2 separate regions of the Mustela erminea genome follow, and region 2 is linked to region 1. The links are chromatin contacts, called in public Hi-C maps. All regions are on one chromosome and are shown on one strand. Each heading gives the region's core, a stretch centred on a gene start, on an enhancer-like site or on the middle of the called end of the contact. The rest is flanking DNA. Distances are from core to core; before and after follow the strand shown. Region 1 has its middle 17 kb from the start of ZMYND8. Region 2 overlaps ZMYND8 (protein kinase C-binding protein 1).

What was found. Hi-C and Micro-C count contacts between places; a contact is called where the count stands out from the background.
Region 2: a contact with region 1 is called in a Hi-C map of fibroblasts, with 3 times the contacts expected there. The contact joins two enhancer-like sites. A contact is called at or near these places in 3 of 3 Hi-C or Micro-C datasets (fibroblasts, skeletal muscle and spleen).

Annotation. Positions count from the first base shown.
Region 1 is chr7:13,064,095-13,069,340 of mMusErm1.Pri, reverse strand. No RefSeq gene overlaps it. Among named protein-coding and RNA genes, the nearest start is that of ZMYND8, 17 kb to the left of the region's middle. Within about 2 kb of position 2,935, the one cell type or tissue checked has open chromatin away from gene starts, as enhancers often do. A contact at or near this core is called in fibroblasts, where this site is marked.
Region 2 is chr7:13,148,761-13,153,707 of mMusErm1.Pri, reverse strand. ZMYND8 (protein kinase C-binding protein 1) reads right to left here. Exons shown (of 23, transcript XM_032350429.1): 6 at 3,802-3,915; 7 at 1,264-1,356; 8 at 34-121. Among named protein-coding and RNA genes, the nearest start is that of ZMYND8, 68 kb to the right of the region's middle. Within about 2 kb of position 3,422, the one cell type or tissue checked has open chromatin away from gene starts, as enhancers often do. A contact at or near this core is called in fibroblasts, where this site is marked.

The DNA of each region.
Region 1 (5,246 bases), core at 1,686-4,185:
GAGCCTGGGCGTGGGGGGGCTCAGGGAAGCCCCAGAGGAGGGACTTCACTCGGCTCTTCTGAATCCTTTGGTTTTGTGCTGTGCAAATGTATGCCTGTTTAGGGAAATATACCTATTTAGAAATAAAATGTTACTTGGGGCGCCTGGGTGGCTCAGTGGGTTAAGCCTCTGCCTTCAGCTCAGGTCATGATCCCAGGGTCCTGGGATTGAGCCCTGCATGGGGCTCAGCAGGGAGCCTGCTTCCCTTCCACTCTCTCTGTCTGCCTCTCTGCCTACTTGTGATCTCTATCTCGCTGTCAAATAAATAAATAAATAAAATCTTAAAAAAAAAGTTATTTATCACACTTTCCTTTGCAAAAGGTGTAGATCTGTGTGTATGGGTAAATCAGAGGGACTTAGAGTGTCTAACTACACCCAATCCACATGTGAGTTCTCCAAATTAATCTGCTTTTCGCTGTAATTTCAAGAAATTCTTGAGTGCAGACAGGAGCTGTGGGATTCCTTTGTTTTCTCCATAGACCCCTGAACTCACGGGTAGGTATATAGGGCTCACTGTGCCTTTATGTATTCCTTTGAAAAGTTTGCCAGGAAGGCCCAGAATCTAAACTTCTTCCAGTGGCTACACTTCATGCCCGAGGTAAATTGCTGATTAATCATTAACTCACTTGTGCATTTCTGTGTTGAGGTATTTGATCTCTTCGTAAGGGGAAGACAATTCTGTTGCTGTAACAGGATGTATGCTTTTCTGTAAATCAGCCTGGACAGGCCCCGTCCCTCATTCTGAGATCAGCTGCAGCAACTCTTGAGCAAGGGGACAAGGGGGAGGCCAGCAAGGCTCAGGGCCCCACATTTAAGGAGGCACTGGCTGTCAGGCGCCCACGTGGCACAGGCAGGCCCCAGAGAGTGCGTGCCTCCTTAAATGCTGGTTCTGGAAGCCTCCAGGCCTCACTCTGTTTTTCTGTCCAGGGCTGATGAGTCCTGACTGTGACTGACCAGGAAGTGGCCGGTCCACTGACATTTAGTGTTCCAGAGTCTCTGGGTCCTCGGCTATGAAGAAGGGTTCTAGTAAGGGACCTCACACTGGGATTTGCCCTGTGCACAGCAGACCGCAAATGCCTCTCTGTTTGCTGCTCCTTTTACCATTTCTGCCCAGAGCCAAGCCCCAGGCCAAGCGCTGTCTGTAGTTTATCTAGTTTCTTCCTTACAGACCCAGTGGAAGCTCCTGTTGCAATACTGATTCTGCAGATGAAGAAACCAGGCTGCGAGAGTAGGCGAAGCGGGCTCTGACCCCGGGCCTCTCCGAGCCCAGCACTTTCCTCATTACCAAACACGGAGGCTTTCTTATAAATAGCAACATGGTACAGATGCTTCCAGAAATTCTGGATTAATTGGTCTGGGGATAGGCCCAGGCCTTGATATGCTTTTCAAGGAGCTCAGCTGATTCTAACGTGCAGCTAGATTGAGAACCACTGTTCTTGAGGACTAAAAGCTTTAGACTAGCTCTAAAGAGAACTCAAAGGGGGCATTTTTTTTTTAAAATGATTTTATTTATTTATTTATTTGACGGAGAGAGAGAGATCACAAGTAGGCAGAGACAGGCAGAGAGAGAGGGGGAAGCAGGCTCCCTGCTGAGCAGAGAGCCCAATGCGGGACTTGATCCCAAGACCCTGAGATCACGACCTGAGCCGAAGGCAGAAACTTTAACCCACTGAGCCACCCAGGTGCCCCAAAGGGGGCATTTTTAAAAAAAGATTTTATTTTAAAATAATCTCTACACCCAATTGTGGGGCTCAAACTCATAACCCAGAGATCAAAAGGCCCGTGCACTGAGCAAGTCAGGCACCTCTCAAAGAGGGCATTTCTGGGGCGCCTGGATGGCTCAGTGGGTTAGGCCTCTGCCTTTGGTTCGGGTCATGATCCCAGGGTCCTGGGATCAAGCCCCCGCATCAGACTCTCCGCTCAGCAGGGAGCCTGCTTCCTCCTCTCTCTCTGCCGGCCTCTCTGCCTGCTTGTGATCTCTGTCTGTCAAATAAATAAATAAAATCTTTTAAAAAAGGGGGGGGCATTTCTGAATTTCAGCCACTAAAGAGGTGTGCGTGTGTACACATACACATTACACCCCAAGTCAGGACTGCAGCTTTGCAGTTAGTAAACGGATGTGCTTTTCTCCCCCTCAATCCCAGCTCTCCTCCTCAAAGGCTGTGAATTGGGGTAAATCTCTTTATCTCTGTAAATCAACCAGAGTCCCATCAGAATCCCCTTAAGCAATGACTGAGGGACCCACCCCGTAGTTTAAGAAAAAGGTCTGATGGGGTGACAGGGAGTTTAGGTCTGGGTAGGGATGATAATTTGCATTTCAGGCCAGGTGCGGCTGCTGCTGCTGCTGTCAGTCCAGGGAACACACTTGAGAACCGCTGCTGTTAGCTGATTATAATGAGGTTCACCAAGTCCCCCTTCAGATCAGTCTTCAGAGCCTGCAAAGTGCTTCTCCTGGCATCCTCACAGCAATGGGGTCCCACTATTACCACTGTTTCACGGAGGCAGTCACATAGGCTCCCCAAAGTGAAGTGACACGTCCAGGGTCATGCATCCAGAAAGCTGCTGAAGTGCTGGGTTTGAACAGAACTAAAAGCAGGGCAACCCCGGCGCCATCCATCCCTTTGCAGACGCCATAGCGAGCTCTGGAACCACTGATCGAGCTCACATCCGAACCCGCGCGGCACTCCCGGGACTGCGGCCGCCAAAAGCCTTCCCGTCTCCCTCGCGGGGAACACCAACGCCCCGCGGAGCGGCCTGCGTTCGACTCCGTGGAGGCCTGGCGCCCCCTGGTGGCCGTTCTGGAAACAGCGCCACGCTCCCCCGGCGGGGCGCCCTGCTCTCCAGCGTGAGTCACCAGCATTCTTCGGCCTCGTTTTGAACATGGAAAATATTATTCAGTCCATTCCGTCCTCCGAAAGAACTCCGGGTGTTGAAAGGGGGTGGGGACTTCAGAGCTGAGGAATGTAAAGGAAGGGCGGTGGACCGGGCCCTGGGGAGCTCAGGGGGCTGGGGTAAAAGGGTAAAGATGGGGAAAGCCGCAGCTGAGAACAATCCAGACTTTCACCTTTTGACCTTCCCAAGACTCCTGCTGAGGAATTTTCAGGACTGGGCCTCCTGGAGTGGCTGCAAAAGGCCAGCTTGTTCTCCCAGTGCCAGCGACCGCTTGCTGAGCTGGTCCATTTCTGCTTTCATGTATTCATTGAGTAGGTATTTTCCAGTGCCTACTATGTGCCCGCACTTTTCTAGGGGCTGGAGATACAGAAATGAACAGAATAGACGGGATCCCTGCCTCCCTGGATGCCCTCCCACTAGAGAGTGAGGAATGAATGGATGAAAGAAAGGAAGAAAGAAAAACTGGAGGCAAATGAAGAAGGGGATGGGGACCTCACAGAAAAGATGATACTTAAGCAAAAAACGTGAGGGAGGGAAAGAAAAAACAAAAAGGGGGATGGAGGAGAGGGAAAGAGAGAGGCAGGTATGTGGGTGAAGAGTGTTCTAGGAATTGAGAATGGTAGGAGCAAAGGTCCTGGGGCAGGGGCCCCTATCTATGTATGTTTGAGGACTTGGACTAGGTACCCCCCCCCTTTTTTTTAAAGATTCTATTTACTTATTTGTCAGAGAGAGAGAGAGAGAGAGAGCGCACAAGCAGGCAGAATGGCAGGCAGAGGGAGAGGGAGAAGCAGGCTCCCCACTGAGCAGGGAGCCCCACTTGGGGCTTGATTCCAGGACCCTGGGATCATGACCTGAGCTGACTGAGCCACCCAGGCGCTCTTGGACTAGGTTCTTGAAAATAAAGTGGGATGTATTTTTTACTACCCAGGATCCACTTGCTCTGTTACTAATTACACTAAACTGACTCACTTTAAAAAACAAATACTTATTTCAGCCTGATCAGGGTGGGTCAAGGAGAGCACCGGGGGTGGGAAAGAGTGAGAGAGTAGCTATAAACAAGCCTCTGAGGGGCGCCTGAGGGGCTCAGTGGGTTGGAGCCTCTGCTTTCGGCTCAGGTCATGATCTCAGGGTTCTTGGATCGAGCCCCGCATCCGGCTCTCTGCTCAGCAGGGAGCCTGCTCCCCCCTCCCTCTGCCTGCCTCCTCTGCCTACTTGTGATCCCTGTCTGTCAAATAAATAAATAAAATCTTTAAAACAAAAAACAAACAAACAAAAAAACAAGCCTCTGAGAGAGTTTACTTTAAAAAAGAGTAGAGGGGCATGCCTGGGTGGCTCTGTGGATAGAGCATTTGACTCTTGATCTTAGGATCTGGAGTTCAAGCCCCATGTTGGGGGTAAAGCTAAATTAACAAACCTAAAAACAGGAAGGGGTCCAAGTGGATAAGAAATGCTAAGACTCGTGTGCATGTTCACCTTAAATGGCCCTGGGATTTGGGTCCTGGAACTGTCCGCTTTCCAGAGGACCTTGTTCAGTGCCAAGATTTAAATTTTTAAATTTTTAATTTTGTTTTTAAGATTTATTTCTTTATTTGAGAGAGAGTGAGAGCATGAGCAAGAGGGCGAGAGCGAGAGTCTCAAGCAGATTCCACAATGAGTGTGGAACCCCATGCAAGACTTGATCTCACCACCCTGAGATCAAGACATGAGCCGAGGGGTGCCTGGGTGGCACACTGGGTTAAGTGGCCAACTCTCGGTTTCAGCTCAGGTCATGATCTTGGGGTCATGGGATTAAGCCCCATGTCTGGCTCTGCACTCAGGGGGGAGTCTGTTTGAGACTCTCTCCCTCTCCCTCCGCCCCTCCTGCTCCTGAGTGTTCTCTCTCTCAAATAAATGAACATAATCTTTTTTTTTTTTAGGATTTTATTTATTCATTTGAGTGGGAGATGAAGAGAGCACACGCAGAGGCAGAGACAGCAGGAGAAGCAGACTCCCTGCTGACCCAGGAACCTGACATGGGGCTCGATCCGAGGACCTGGAGATCATGACCGGAGCTAAAGGCAAATGTTTAACCGACTGAGCCATCCAGGCGCCCCAAATAAATAAAGTCTTAAAAAAAAAAAAAAAAAAAAAAAAAAGACCTGCATGGAAACCAAGAGTTGGACACCTGCCGGGACTATACCACCCAGGTGCCCCCAGTGCCAAGATTTTAAGCAGCATCTTTTTTTTAAAAAAAGATTGTATTTATTTATTTGACAGACAGAGATCACAAATAGGCAGAAAGGCAGACAGAGAGAGAGAGAGAGAGAGAATGGAGG
Region 2 (4,947 bases), core at 2,173-4,672, 84 kb before region 1:
CTGTCTTTCTTAGCAGCGACCTAAGCCACCCACCTCCATTGTAAATGATGCAGTTGTGCAAAATCCATTTCGCATCAGCCAGGAAAGCCTCTGTGCATCCATACATTTTCTTTTTAGCGTTCTGGGGAGAGAAGCCAAGGAGCATAACAACCCTTCAGTCTGTACAAGCGGCAGCCACTTAACACCTGCGTCCCCACATCATTTTCATAGCAGTCATTTGCCAAATTAATTAATGCTTTTACCCATTTCCCAAGATGCTATTATATTTGAGATCTAGAACTCCATAAAAATGAAGTCACTGAATTCATCGCTAACCTGAATTGTTTCCTCTTACAGCAGCTGTCATTTATCAAGCAACCCCTTTCAAGAAACCAGAATATTTTAATAACTGACATGGTTTTTATTCATTGTAACAGCCTCACAGAAGCCTTGTGACTAAGAACGCAATGACACACTTACTATCATCACCACGTTACAGACAAGGATACTGAGGTGTGGGTATGCCAAGGAACTTGTGCAAAGTTCCAACGCTATTAATCTGTGAAGCTAGGATTCCAACCCTTTCTTTTTTGAATGCCTTCTTTTCTTGAAAACCATGAGGGTGTGTGCAATTTTTCAAAGCAGGTTTCATTCAGCATTTGGGGGCCAGCAAAAAAGACAATATAAGGTGTTCTCCTCATCCGTGCTTTTCATTACCCGTGTGTCTCATGCCAAAAATTTGAAAATTAGCACCAGGGTGATATGCACAATCTAACATGTTCCAAGTGTAATTTTCAGGATGGAATTGTAGCCTGAACTTTTAAAAGCACCTTCAGGCATTAAAGGCATATCCGTAACAGTAGAGTAAGTTCTAGGAAGCCACATCTTTATCAGCAATCTGAAGGTTTCCCAAACACTTAATTTTCTCTTTTCTCCTTCCTGCTGCCCTCATTAGCACCTCTGAGAGAAAGAAAAGAGGAGGTAAAACTCAAATCAATCAAATCACTGATTCGTAGAAGTGTGACTTTTTCAGGTCAATTTTCAGACAATCAGCAGCAGAAGTAATATTTGGAGCTAATCAGTGGAATTCAACACTCCATTACAATCCTTGGAAGAATGTTACAGAAGTTAAGGGATCAAGAGTTCTTCCATCCAAATCAAAAGGGTACGGAGGAAAGGCAGAGAAACCATCTAACTTGAGATGGGGCCCAAGAAGTGAGGGAGGGTCTTTAGTCATCTCGGTAACTGTGGCTACAATGGTGAGGTTCTCTGATGGAGGCCAACCTTTTCCAATGTACAAAGGTCCATAGGATGGAAGATGTATTCCGCATAGTCAGGATGCTGTTCCAAGGGAACAGGCTTCTGGAATGCATCTGTCTATAAAAGAAAATATGGACACACACACACAGAGACACAAACCCATCATTACTGTAGAAAACAAAGCATTAACAGTAACAAAGTACTTCCAAAATGGAGACAACTTTTCAGACAATAGAATTCTAGTGGTTTCCACAAAGAAGGATCTTGGGGAGTACTAAGCTGGTTCACCTTCTAGTTCTGCCTGGTTAACAATAATCATGGCGGCAGGGGGGTCCTACTTTGTTATTTGTATCATTTTCAAAATACATCCAAGTAACAGTTCCAGTTCTGTTCTATGAAGATCCACAAGAACAACACACCATCAGCTACTTAGACCTGAACTCTGAATAAAGCTTATTATTATCCTGCAAACACCCATAACCAAAACAAATGGACAGTAAAACGTGGCCATACCCAGAGATAACACACTTAATGAAGTTCCCCCTTAGTGCCAACAGATATTTTACAACTTGGGGGGAAAATTCAGACAAGTGAGATTTTTGCTCTTCCTTCGAGAAGCAAATATTCAACACAGAGACCATGTCAAAATTTTTCACTTTGCACCATGCCTGCATGAATCAGCTCAAAGTGCAAGGCCCAGTTTGTTGATGGATGGTTTTTACTCATCAATATTTAAAAATCTGCAAGATTTGTAGTTGGGGCATCTGGCTGGCTCATTAGGTAAAGCGTGCGACTCTCGATCTCACATTGGGTATAGAGATTACTTAAGAATAAATCTCAAAATCAATAAATCAATTATTATCTAAAATATTTAATTAAACACCAAAAGAGGGCGCCTGGGTGGCTCAGTGGGTTAACGCCTCTGCCTTCGGCTCAGGTCATGATCTCAGAGTCCTGGGATCGAGCCCCACATCGGCTCTCTGCTTGACGGGGAGACTGCTTGCCTTCCCCTCTCTCTGTCTACCTCTCTCCCTACTTGTGATTTCTGTCTGTCAAATAAATGAATAAAATCTTTAAAAAAAAAAAGAAAGAAAGAAAGAAAGAAAGGAAAAAAAAAAAACAAATGACAGCCAAGCAAGGCATCTGAAAGGGCTACCACTTGTTGTCAGTGGAGCCCTCTACTACCCAGAAGGACAGTGTGTGGCCACTGCAAGTTACAAAGATGCTTCAATATCATCGGCAACTTTCTGCCCCAACTGATTTTATATCAAACAATTTATGTGAGAATATAAGGCCTTCTTCGATTTTTCTCTTTGGTTTTTAAGTCTGCAGTGTTGACAACCCTACATGAATCTGTTCTTTTTGTGCAACAGTTTCAGCAGAAATAATTTAGCCTATGGAAAAGCAGGAAGTAACTCTTTGTCACTCAATATGAAAAAGAAAAGACTGCAGTTTAAAAAAAATAGTTGTTTTTCTTTCCAAACTGAGGCTATCCATGCTTCTGCTTCCATTGACGGAGATTTTGTTACAGAGACAAATAGATTCCCGATTTAGCAACACCCAATTGGCATGCTCTGAATTTTTTTCATGGTATCAAATTTCAGAATATAATCTCTAAACAAAAGCTTGTGGTTTTTGTTTTTTTGTTTTGTAATTTTTAAGAAATTAAGCCAGTGTCTACTCGATACCCTGGAGGTTCTACAGGGCTGCATATTCCCTTGACATAGAAAGCAGACTCTGGAGAGTTTAACAAAGGGTCACCACTAGCTCATATTCTCCCTCTGTGCAAATGGGAAAGGGAAAACCCTACCCTTAAAGTTTCTCTAGACTGGTCTGCACAAAGAATGTCATAACATGTTGCTTATATGGCCACACCATATTCTTTTTAAGAATGAGGCATTTTACGGTCATCCTCCTAGAAAAGGTCACCAAAAACACTAAAACCATCATGACTGTGATGTGCCCAGGACTCTGGGGCGGGTAACCACTAGGAACCAGGGCATGCAAGCTAAATATGGCAGCCTTACTTTCTCATCTGGATTTCCTTAAGAGGCAAAGGCTGTCCATCAAATCCTATTTCAAAATTGAAGGAATGAACTGAATCTCACCCTTTATGGGAGTCTCACTGGTTGAACTGCACTTGGAGGTTCCATCACCACACTTTGATTACCAACAAATCGAGCTGTACTCTGCTGTCTCACTGAAATGGAATTTACTACTTCCCAAGGGAAGCAGCACAGGAGCTCCTTACCCAACAGGGTCTGGGTAGGAGGTTTCACTTCACAACCAATCAGAATTTTAAATCCCCACCAACTTTCTACTGCATGTCATTCCCCAGTTAAACTCATCAGGAACATGCAGTGCTCGCTACAGAGAATTAACTGAATGTCATTGTACTTTATATTTAATTTTTAGGTATTTGAGCCGGGCACATAAAAAGATCTGAAGAGTATGCACAGGTGTCTGGAAAGCAAAGACTACTCAGAACAAGAACGTTAACAGAGAAGAACAAAAGTCACTATTTTCCATTTACACTTATACCAAGAGGAACTTTCTTCTTACCCCTGGCTGTTTCATTTTCTGAATGGCAAACTTGAGCAGGTAGGATAACTGTTCGATGGTGAGCATGGTCATGGCTTTACTCTGAGTCTCGATGCATTCTGCTACTGTAATCTTCTACAAGTCAAAATCACACAAATTTCAGTTAGAAGAAAGTTACTATCCCTGTACAAAGTTCCCTTTCCTCCTACTTTTCAAACCAGCTCATAATAAAAAGTCTCTCCCATTCAAACGAGACTAGTTGTTTCGCTGGAGAAAGACTCCAATCCAGCTTGACCATACATTGGGTCAGTGGATAAAAATGAAGAGACCCAGTAATCCACAGATGATGACCTTATCTGGAAGTGTTTTTTGCTCACAAAGATGACATAACCTGAGAAAGGAGGCGGTGAGCAGAAACCTGAAAAATCATCAGGATCACAGCTGTGGGTTCCAAGAATGGGATGTGAAAGGAAAGACCACTAATGGTTTTAGGGTGATCTCTGCACACAATGAATCATTCGCTTAACTTGATCCTCTCAGCATTCTGGGCTACCTTTCAGGAAACTGACAGGGCATGAACTCAGTGACATCACTGATGGAAAAGGACAGTCTTCCCCGCAGAAAGAATCCAAGGGATGGTAGAGAACTAAATATAAATGTGACTTCATTCTGTCACCACGGATGTGAACCCACTCAGGACATTCTGGCAAATGACACGAGATGCATCGTCTCGCTGTCTGTCTCCATGGGAAATGTCATTCTGAAAGGGAAATTCCCATCAAAGAAGAGGCCCAGAGAAATGTCTGAAACCAGACTCTGCTATGTCAATCTGCTACCATATCCCAGAACTTCAGACTCCTTATGTAGCAACACCAAAATAGCAAAGCCTGATGACGTCAGGAAACACTCTTTAACCATCTGTGTAGGGAGAGCTGAGAGAAGTTTTCTCCAATTAATCTTGATTTAGTTTCCATCCTTCATAGCTCTGGATCCTCCAAAAAGAACTTTCAGATGTGTCTGGTTGGTTGTCGAGGAAAAGGGCAACACAGGAGTTGCTCAGAGGCTGCAAACAGTACACGACACACGTCCCTAACTGCTTAGCTTCCCAAGCCTGAGACAGCTAGCCAGGTGCCTGCACTGCCAATGCACACTTGGAAGACATTTGAG